Regions from separate parts of the Zea mays genome. Here region 1 is linked to region 2. A link is a contact called in public Hi-C data. All regions are on one chromosome and are shown on one strand. The core of a region is the stretch at or near the end of the contact, and the rest is flanking DNA. Distances in the headings are between cores, read along the strand shown. Region 1 holds the start of LOC100272704 (thioredoxin reductase). Region 2 holds the start of LOC103654600 (DUF724 domain-containing protein 2).

Region 1 (5,060 bases), core at 1,589-4,088, 320 kb after region 2:
CAGCTCGTCGCGGGTGGCGACCCAGACGGTCGGAGGACCATATACAACCACTCGGCGTCCTCAACTCCGATCCTGCACAGCTATATCCGCCTCAACCACAATCTATCCATGTGTGGCGTCGATTCACGCGTGCCCCGGATCGGCTTAGCGCCTACCGTAGGCAGCTGCAGCGAAATGTCCGTGCGTTGTGGCAATCATCACACAATCATATTTAATAGGTGTCTTGCAGAACCATTTATTAAAGGTCTGTTGAAATGTGTTAGATAATGCATTGAACGAAATGGGCTTGAGACTCCTTGAGTTGCACACGGCGGCAACACAACCCTTCGGTGATTGGAGACCCCATAAATTAAAAGTTTTGGGGGGGGGGGGGGACAAGCTATGAGTGTAACTAGGAGAGTATATACTATGTTACCTGCTTCAGAGAAAATCTAGTACTCTAGTCTGTAATATGGCAAGATGACTTTTGTCTTAATCTATCTAGATGATTAATAATGAGATACCGTCCTACAAGGTATTTTTGTACGAACACACCTATATAAGCTGATCGTTGATCGCGGTCTATGAGTTGTGAGTTGATCGTGGTCTATGAGTTGTGAGAATTCTATAAGAAGCTCATGAAAAAAAGACATAGGGGGTATGGCCTATAAGCTCCAACGGAAGAAGTAGCCTAAAAGACCCTAAGTATTAGTTAGATTCTTGAGCGAAACTAGTTTGCACACTACCAATTCAAGTCACAACCACTGAGTAGTTGTGAGCTGATGTAATTCTTGTGATTCTATATCAATGTTAAACTTAATTGTCACCAACATAAAATTGGTATATAAACAACATTTGATGATATTTGGAGAGTCGATCATGTTGTTCTTTCAAGATATTGTGGGGGATTGTTAGAGTTTATTGTCCAATATAATTTCCTTAATAATAATTTCTCTTGAAAGGAAAGAAAGAAACTAGCAGGCTGCTAGACATTGAGAAGTTGATAAGCGGACGAATCAGTTTCCAGTACAACGATGTTAAAAGTTTAGACGAGACGACAACTATATATATATATATATATATATATATATATATATATATATATATATATATATATATATATATATATATATATATATATATATATATATATATATATATAATGCGTGCGTGATTATTCTATTTTTTATTTCCAATCATCATGACAACCCATGGCGTGCCACTCCTAATGACTGGTTTGTTGGATATGAAAATGGATAGGATCCATAGGAACGGATCCCTTATTATTCAAAATTAAATAAATATTAAGAGAATCTCTCTCCCATAGATTCCCTCCATTTCCCGATCCACCAAACTAGCCCTAAGCCTGCGGCTTATTCCAGCATCGTCAACGGCTGAACAGACTTGCCCTCCTGTGCACCGACGACCGCGACCTCCTGCAGATAGTGCTCAACATCCAAAGCGGCCATGCACCCTGCAACATCCACAAGTATACGCTCAGGTGATGAAACCATCAGACGCCAGTTAATTTCCAAGATTCATCTTGTAATTAAGAGACCAACCACCATTCTGACTTACGTTACTACTATTGCAAAACGATAACTAACATATTTGTTGAACATTTTGATTTTCTTCATAAAACAGGTAACTCTTAACTCTTTATAAACAAGGAGTCAAGGATGGATGAAGTAGACACAATCACCATTTGTGCAGCAGAGCAGTTCGATCATCAGAGTTTTGCCGCGTAGAATTTATCATAGTTTCAACACTTCAATTTAAAACATCTCAAATGATCCGGTATATCTTGACTGAATCATGCATAGAGCAGTAGTGTTCACCAGATCCGGCGGCAGTAATGGCCTGGCGATACTTCTTGTCCTGCACGTCGCCAGCAGCGAAGACCCCCTTCACGCTAGTGTGGGTGGAGTCCGGCTTGGTCACCACGTATCCAGAAGGCGAGTCCAGCTGGAGCTGCCCACCGAGGAACTCCGTCGCCGGCGTGTGCCCGATGGCGAAGAAGAGGCCAGCCACCTGGAGATCCTTGACCTCGCCACTCACCAGGTTCTCGACCTTGACGCCAGCCAACAACGGCCGGCCACCGTCCCCGTCCGCGCCGCCGAAGGCCCCGACAACCACCGAGTTCCAGACGACCTGGATCTTGGGGTTCTTGAGCACCATGTCCTGCATGATCTTGGAAGCCCGGAACGTGCTCCGGCGGTGGACGATGTAGACGCGGGAGCCGTACTTGGTCAGGAAGCTGGACTCCTCCATGGCGGAGTCGCCGCCGCCCACGACGGCGAGCGGCCTGTCGCGGAATATCGGGGCCGGGCCGTCGCACACGGCGCAGGCGGAGATGCCGTGGTTCCAGTACGTGTCGGACCCGGGGAAGTCGAGGCGCCGGGCGACGGCTCCTGTGGCCACGATGACGGCGTCGGCGAGCACGGTCGTGGACTTGTCGGAGGCGACGACACGGAAGGGCCGGGCCGAGAGGTCGACGGCGGTGACGGTCTCGGTGAGGATGCGGGTGCCGAAGCGCTGCGACTGGTCGCGGCAGCGCTTCATGAGGTCGCGGCCCATGATGCCCGCGGGGAAGCCCGGGAAGTTCTCCACGACGGTGGTGGTGGTGAGCTGCCCGCCCGCGGCCACGCCGTTGGCCATCCAGCCCTCGAACAGCACGGGCTTGAGGTCCGCGCGGGCCGCGTACATGGCCGCCGTGTGCGCGGCGGGGCCGCTCCCGATGATGCATACGCGCGTGCGGAGCGGCCCATCTGCTGCGGATCCCTCCATGGCTGAGTGCTTGCGTGTCCTGCTTGGCTTTGCGGCGGCGGTCTGTCTGAATTCAGCTCGCACTCGATCGTCGTCTCGTCTGTCTCTTGTAGTAGTCTGCATGGCTGCTGCAGCTTTGGACCGCTGCACCTGCAATACAAATACATACTCTTATGGATAAGAGTATTAGTATATTTTTGAAAGACCTTATATTTTTAATAAAAATATAAAATAACCTTCAGCAAACGATTTTTTATTAAACTAAAAATTTTGTTAAGCCAATGGATATGGTTGTTTTGGATGATTCATAATTTGTTAAGTTATTAAAACTTCAAAAAAAGTTTAGCAATTCTTATGACCATTAATAGATGAAAAAACTAAGCAATCTTTGACGAGGAAAGAATGCGGCATGGACAATCAGATTTGTTATCATGTGCAATGCCATCTTGTATATTTTGGAATTGATCAACTAAAATATCTTAAGTGACATACTAGAGAGCTACGTCACTTCCAAAGTGACATTCTACCTTGTTCTTGACAAATTTGTACACCATATATATATGCTGACACAACCTCTTCAAAATGGCACTAAATTGAAACTACAAGTTAAGAATTAAGGTCAGTTTGAAGGCGACTCTTGTAGTACGTCCAAGCTAGGCCGTCTTTTTCGAGGTGACTAACACTACTAGGCCACTTAACATATTCAGGAAAGAAACAATTTTGGAGGTGTATATATACAATTGGCAGTATGTGTATAATGGAAAGTTCAAATCTACACCAAATTAAATTCCAAATATAAGCTTGACTTCGAAAGCAACTTCTGCTAGTATGTCAAAGTTCTGTCCCTTTCATTGTGACAAGCTCTAGTATGTCACCTATTAGCACATTTTGGAATTCAATTCTAAAGATGTACAAGTTGTGTTACTTTTAACCTCCTCAAAATGGGCTCCTTCACCGTAGCTGCTGTGCGTGCACTGGGCAGTGCGTGCTTGAGCCCCTTTTGGAAGTAAAATATTTTTATAGTTTTTAAGTAATACTATGGTTTTTAGTAGTACCATAGTATTTTATGCTATAAGTCGTTTGGGTGCATTTATGAAAACTATGTTTTTAAAATTATGGTATTCTAGATATCATGATATTTTTGGAGTATTGAAAATTCCACTTCAAACAAAGTTTTTATGGCATGGCTAGCTTTTGTTTAATATTATGGTTTACAATTGTATCTAAATAATGTTTCTCAAAACCATGGTATTTTTTGGAGCTGGCCAAAACTATGGTATTACTATGATAATTACAAAGTATAGTATTGTAAAACCATGGTTTGAGTAACATTGTTGCCAAATAGGTCCTTAATCTAGACACGGCAAGATACTTAATAGCAAGAGATATCATACAAATGCAAGTACCTCTAATTACAATTTACACAAGACTAGTTGTACAAGTAGTCAAGTACAACAAGTAAATGATGGTGATTACAAGAGCAAGTATAGTGAGGAAACAACACGAGACAAGGGATGGCACAAGATATATTCATGAGGAGTGGTTGCTTGCAGGCAACCTACATTGTTTTTGTGGTGAGTTGAAGATAGGTGGTTCACACGCTAATTGACATCACACGTCAAATCCATAATATGGGCAACATAAGAACCACACTACAAAAGCACTATAACCATCCAAGATTTCACTAGAATTGCTCTTCATGAATCTCTCACAAAAATAAGCACAAGAGCTCCTCACAATCAATGACCGAAGCCATCAACAATCACTAAAGCTGATTTATGATCTTCCACTGCCTCCAAGATATCTATGTGGTGATAAGCAGTGTGGCAGAACATTAATTCGACCTTCACGAATTAGTTAGTTTGGTCGTCAACTTGTTTAATTTCTATAGCAACGCATAGCTGTAAGAAAATACACGCATGCATGGATATGGTTGAGCAATCTAGAGTGTCTAATAATTTAGGACAAATTTGCACCGATACCTTGAGTAAAAAATATAGTGCATCTTAGCTACAGCTCTACATGTTAACATGTAGCTAGTGGAGCAAATGGTATGGATATTATGCGTTCGTATTCGAATTCGATTTATCTAAAGGAGTTGAGATCCGATTTATATCTAAATCCGAGTACTCAGTATTCGATCTGTATTCGATTTTTATACGTATCCATATTCTTAAAGATAGATATTTAAGATATCGATATCTATTCAAATCTTATCCGACACGACTTGATAATATCAGTATCCCAGTCTGAATTCAAAAAATGAAAACAAATATAAAATAAATAATATCCGTTCATATTTGATCCGATTACAT
Region 2 (5,310 bases), core at 1,104-3,603:
AACTAATCACTTCATCTGCTACACTTCTAATCAATAATTAACTCTGCTGTTTCTCGATTTCGATTCACTTTCTTTCATAAGTTCTCTACTAGTAGTTGATGTGTTTGAGACTTTTTTTGAACTTGTGAACTGCTGCTACTGTGCACTGAACTGGTGGTGTTGAGTGTGGTTTGATGCAGCCATACAGTACTGTGAAGTTTGAACTGCTGCTGTCCAAGTATTGAGCGCAGTGGTGACCATTGAGATTTGTGAGATAGTGAGTGCTGCGTGTGAACTTGTGATTTCTGAACATAGGCTGTGATAGTGTGAAATCTAGAATCAATGTCTGTTATGTAACCTTCTGTTTCTGTTGAATTTCGATATTTGTTTGTTTTCTTCTATCTGTATATCCAGTATTCTAAATAGTGGTCTATAGCGCCTCGCACTAGGTGCCACTAGCCCACTACAACACTCATTATACTAAATAGTGTGCTATAGCGGCTGAGCAGGCTTCCACTAAATGTTATAACCCGTTATTTAGAACACTGTGTATATCCCATGTCATCCCTGTTCCGGGCTATCCTGTTCCCGCTCCCATTCCCATTCTTGGTGACTAAATGTGAAGATAGAAATGGTTGAGTGTTTTCCCACTCATTCCCATCCGTGTTCATTCCTACTCCTCGAGGAACTTATGTACAAATGTTTGAAGACACTTGTATTCAGGGTCCTAATCATACAAAATTAGCAGCCCAAACACACAAAATACAAAGGAAACAGCTTGCCTGAACTTAATCGTGTACTGGAAACTCCATCCTACCCATAAAACAAATAATGATTTCACAGACAAAGCCACAAGCTCAATGAGACGAAAAGCCATTTGGCTGAAGCAGGAGAGTACTACAAATCATATGAAGCGCAATATCACTGTGTCAATGATGAACTTAATTGGATTAATTACTGTACCTACCTCAGACATGTCCTAAAATGAGAAAATGAAGGAACTAAGTTAGGGAAGTCAGAAAGGATCAATCCCAACAAATCTGTATATCATATAGTATCTGCACCTCTCAATACTACAACAGCAGATAATCAGAAATGAGCTAACAAGGACCGCTATGATAAACAGGTTTGTTGCAGTACCTTAGCAGTTGCAATTCTCCATCGGTTGCCATTCCACTTATACCGCGGCTTGAGCAATTCCACCACCTTGGTCACCAGCAGTTCCGCCTTCTTGCCAACAATACTGATGTCATACTCACCCTCGCTGACGACCCTATGGACGACTCCCGGTGACCATGCCCCATCACAGTAGGCCTCCACGGCATCACCAGGCTGGAGCTGGAACTCACCCTCCCCCGGTGTATGCTCAAAAGCCGGCCTGATGAACCGCCAATGCAGATACTCGGTGGCCTTCTCCAGCCCGCCCTCCTCCTCCTCCAGATCAAAGTACTCGACGACGTAGCTGAGGTTGTCGATGACGACCTTCACCGTGGCGGGAAACCAGGAGTCCCCGTACACGTCCCGGTTCCTCACCACCTCGACCTTGTCCCCGACCTCGTAGACCCTGACGGTGCGGCTGGGGCGGACAACCATCGCGACCCGGGACGGGATCCAGTCACCGTCAACGTAGTCGCAGCGGGGGCGGACGAGGCCCGACGGGAACTCGATGACCTCACGGGTGACGGGGAACGCGACGGTGACCCCGGCTCCGGCGGCGGACACGACGATGCCCGACCACCACCCCTCGTTGTGGAACGCCTCGACGATGTGGTGGGGGCGGAAGCGCGGCGGCGAAGACGGGAGCGGCGGCCGCGGGCGGATGTGGGACGGCGCGAAGGGCTCCGCGAGGACGCCTTCGTCGTCGGCCTCGGCGAGGAGGTGCACGTACTTGACGGTGTACCGCGCAGGGTGGCGGTAGCCGCGCGCGGGCGCGAAGTCGAGGACGGTGGCCTCGAACCATGAGCCGTAGAAGCCGTCGTCGTCGACGCGGACCTCGACCTCGGTGCCGACAGGTAAGGGCGTGATCGGGTCCAGCGCGGGGAGCGAGCAATGCCGCCGGGGCGACGCGGACAACGACGACGGCAGGGGGCTGCGCGGAGGCGTGCTCCACCTCAGGCTCCGCGAGCGCACGCTCCCGCGGGGGCGGCTGCGCGGCCTCCGTGCGCCGGCGCCCGGTGGCGCATTGGCGGAGGAGGCCACCATTGGGATCGAAGTATCGAACGGGATTCGGGGGTTTGGGGCAGCTGGGGTTTTCGGTTGGGGTCTTGGGGACTCTGCTCTACAGCGTCGGGCTTTTGCGCCCTCGATGCTGGCGTGATGGGCTCGACCGGCGAAGCCGTAGATCTGATTCACCGACGGGTGGGTCACATCGAACGCAACGGAAGGCTGACCCCACGTGTAAGCATGTTCATGTGCTGTTCGTGTTCCGTTCCTGAGCGAGGCTGTGAACGGAGCGGGAGGCCAAGTGGCGCGGTGCCGGACAACTGGCAGGGTAGTGGGACTACCTGCCAGTACCTGTGAAGTTGTGATACTTTTGGATACGTACCCCTAACAAGAATTCGAGGCTTCGGTGATCGAATCGAAAGTCTGAAGACTATAAGGGCACTAGACACCGTTGCACAGTACTTTAATTATAAAACACAACTAAAATGCAACATAATACAATGAGTATGTCTAAAACATGTGTTTTACATATTCATTGTACCAATCAGAGTATTCAATAAATTAAAGTGATCAATCTGCTAGTCTTTTATCTCGAACATAGAGCTAAGACACCGTGTCTTCGTCATGATACATATCTTGCGTTTTTTACGTTCACCCTCTAGACACATTCGAAGACACAACTCAAGACACCCATTATACATGCCCTAATGGTGATGGAGTTTTTGAAGAGATAAAAATGATCAGTTTACCCATCGTCGTCCCTATATTTAAACTCTACTCTACAAATAATGTAGCCTCAATACAAAATATTATTTTAGGTGATAAGTTGTTGGACACTGTTTTAGGCGAAGAATCCTTCCACATTTCTGATGTCGACCAAATTGTAGTCTTTCCTCATTTTTTGCGTATGTTTGGCCTTCTGACTTCCAAATTTCAGGGATTTCCTGTATTATTACCAAATTGAATTCATCCATCTCAATCTCAACTCCATCATGCATATAGCCATCTTCGCCCATCTTTATGAGTCGTATTTGGGTTCCCCCTTTTTTCCCTCTTTTCCACTAGTACTTGTTTTTCCTCTACCTCCAGCCTAACAAGGAGCAGGCCACAATAGTTGGAGTAGTAGTGGTTTAATTGTGTGCTAGCCACCAATATCTTGATCGCCCTTTAAAAACCTCTCACAAAAACTAACACAAACGTTGGTTTTATGTCATAAATCATGCTCCCAAGCTTCTAGAGTTCTTAGGTTAGCGCCCAACTCCTAGTCGATGAGTGAACCGGCGCTAGCTTATATTGATGTTGTTCTGGCAGCAATGAAGAGGACTCAAGATTTTAAGGATCCCCAACTCAGTATTGTTCACGTGGTCTGGAATTGGGTCTAGTGAAGTGTTCCCCCTTGCGCAAAAATGCGAATTACGATGGGGGTATGTGGGAGAGCCAGCCCCTCTCGGTCCATGCAATAGAAGATGATAATGCCAGAAGTCAGGGCGTACCTCCTCCACCAAATCCTCCACTCCATCGACCCTAAAACTTGCTTTACTAAAGCATACTCATTGATAGAGCCTCACCCAAGGTATGCTTTATAATTTTGCCACCCCATCTTGTGTTCTAAGGGGGTGTTTGGTTACACCCCGCTAAATTTTAGCTCATGACCCATCGAATGTTTGAACCTCCGTTCCGGGTATTAAATGTAGTCGGATTATAAAACTAATTTGTCAGCCAAAGATTAAAAGACGAGACGAATTTAGTCCAGTTGGTTGGGTCTATATTTCATACTCCTATTTAAAAGTCAAACGCTTGATGTGACCCGGGCTAAACTTTAGCAGGAGCAACCAAACACCCCCTAAGTTACTCAACTTTTCAGCTTGAGCGTTCGGTATCATATATTTTTGAACAAAGGTAGTATGAGTCAAGGAGTTAGAAAAAAAATGAAGACGTGTCCCTTACTCCAGCTTCGAGCCCTAGACGCCTCAAGCGTGAATGACCTAACTACTTAACTGACACGTGTAATCGATTTTACCTTCGGAAGACTGCACACATACAGAAATTATTTTTCTTTTTTTCCCTCCTGATTCCATACCGAACGTCGGATCCATGATTTGAGGGCTGGTCCATCGAGTGATAGCTTTAAAATTTGTCAGTTTGGAACTGCTGTATTTAACTTCACTTGTTTCCTCCCACAATGCAAATATATTTGTTACCTAAAACATCTAGGTGAATAGGTGATATATGTTCCAGACACTGCTTAGCGTTGTGACACCAAAAGAATTATCTGGATATAGCTTCCGAAATTATAAGGTCGACACAGAATCAGAAATTATAAGGTTGACATATATAGCATCAAGAAACTTATATACATTAGAGTGAATCAAAATATGTAAAACATAATAAAAATGCATAGATGAATTATATCAGACAATGTATATATCTCTAACGTTCAATAGATAGAATGAACTATATAATATCATATGATATGTCCCCTTGCACGTCGATATGGTCGGGCCCTAATAAACAGAGCAGAGAAGAATCTGGTTCATTAATGCTCAAATTCAAAAGGACACAATAACATTACAATCTGTCACGACAGGGTACCTTAACCACATCTTCCCATGCTTCTTCGAAGCATCACTCACCTTTACACGTAAACGTTCAAGATAAGACATATAATCAAAATCATTGTACCAAAAATAAATGTTATCCAAATTTCTAGGAGGGTTCAGATCGATATAAAAAAGAGTTTTATTCCGGTATACTCTGACACAGCCAATTCTCTACTATATTAAAGCATCAAATTTTCTGGTTCCACGGTTTGCACCATCATCGTACTCTATATTTAAGTAATAAAATTTTTAAAATTATGTACAAATTGGGATTCAAACTATAGTTATTGACTCTAAACCTGTATTCCCATCACCTAGCCACCAGAATACACATGTTATTGCTTTGAAGACTTTAACGGTGATGGCATGGCTCTGTTGTCGGGTCTAAAGGCCAAGATGACTTGGCCTCCAAGACCGAGCCTCGGGTAGGTTCTTTTGCTCCTCTAAAAAGATAGATCAAGAAATCTACAAAGGTATGACTAGAGTGTAGTCGTTAATATTTTGATTAAAAATGCTTAAATAATTATTATTGAATGTAATAGAGGGACAACGGAACTGTCTACGAACA

Evidence for each region. Hi-C and Micro-C count contacts between places; a contact is called where the count stands out from the background.
Region 1: a contact with region 2 is called in a Hi-C map of bundle sheath, with 2.1 times the contacts expected there. The contact joins the promoter of LOC100272704 here to the promoter of LOC103654600 in region 2. A contact is called at or near these places in 7 of 25 Hi-C or Micro-C datasets (bundle sheath, ear, endosperm and 2 more).

What each region holds. Positions count from the first base shown.
Region 1 is chr4:217,492,641-217,497,700 of Zm-B73-REFERENCE-NAM-5.0, forward strand. It overlaps LOC100272704 (thioredoxin reductase), which reads right to left and starts at 2,839. Exons shown (of 2, transcript NM_001147157.1): 1 at 1,818-2,839; 2 at 1,144-1,453. The coding sequence starts at 2,766. The coding sequence ends at 1,353. LOC103654603 (serine/threonine-protein kinase-like protein At1g28390) reads right to left here. Exons shown (of 4, transcript XM_008681446.3): 4 at 5,009-5,060.
Region 2 is chr4:217,170,090-217,175,399 of Zm-B73-REFERENCE-NAM-5.0, forward strand. LOC103654600 (DUF724 domain-containing protein 2) reads right to left here and starts at 2,354. Exons shown (of 7, transcript XM_008681438.4): 1 at 1,120-2,354. The coding sequence starts at 2,181.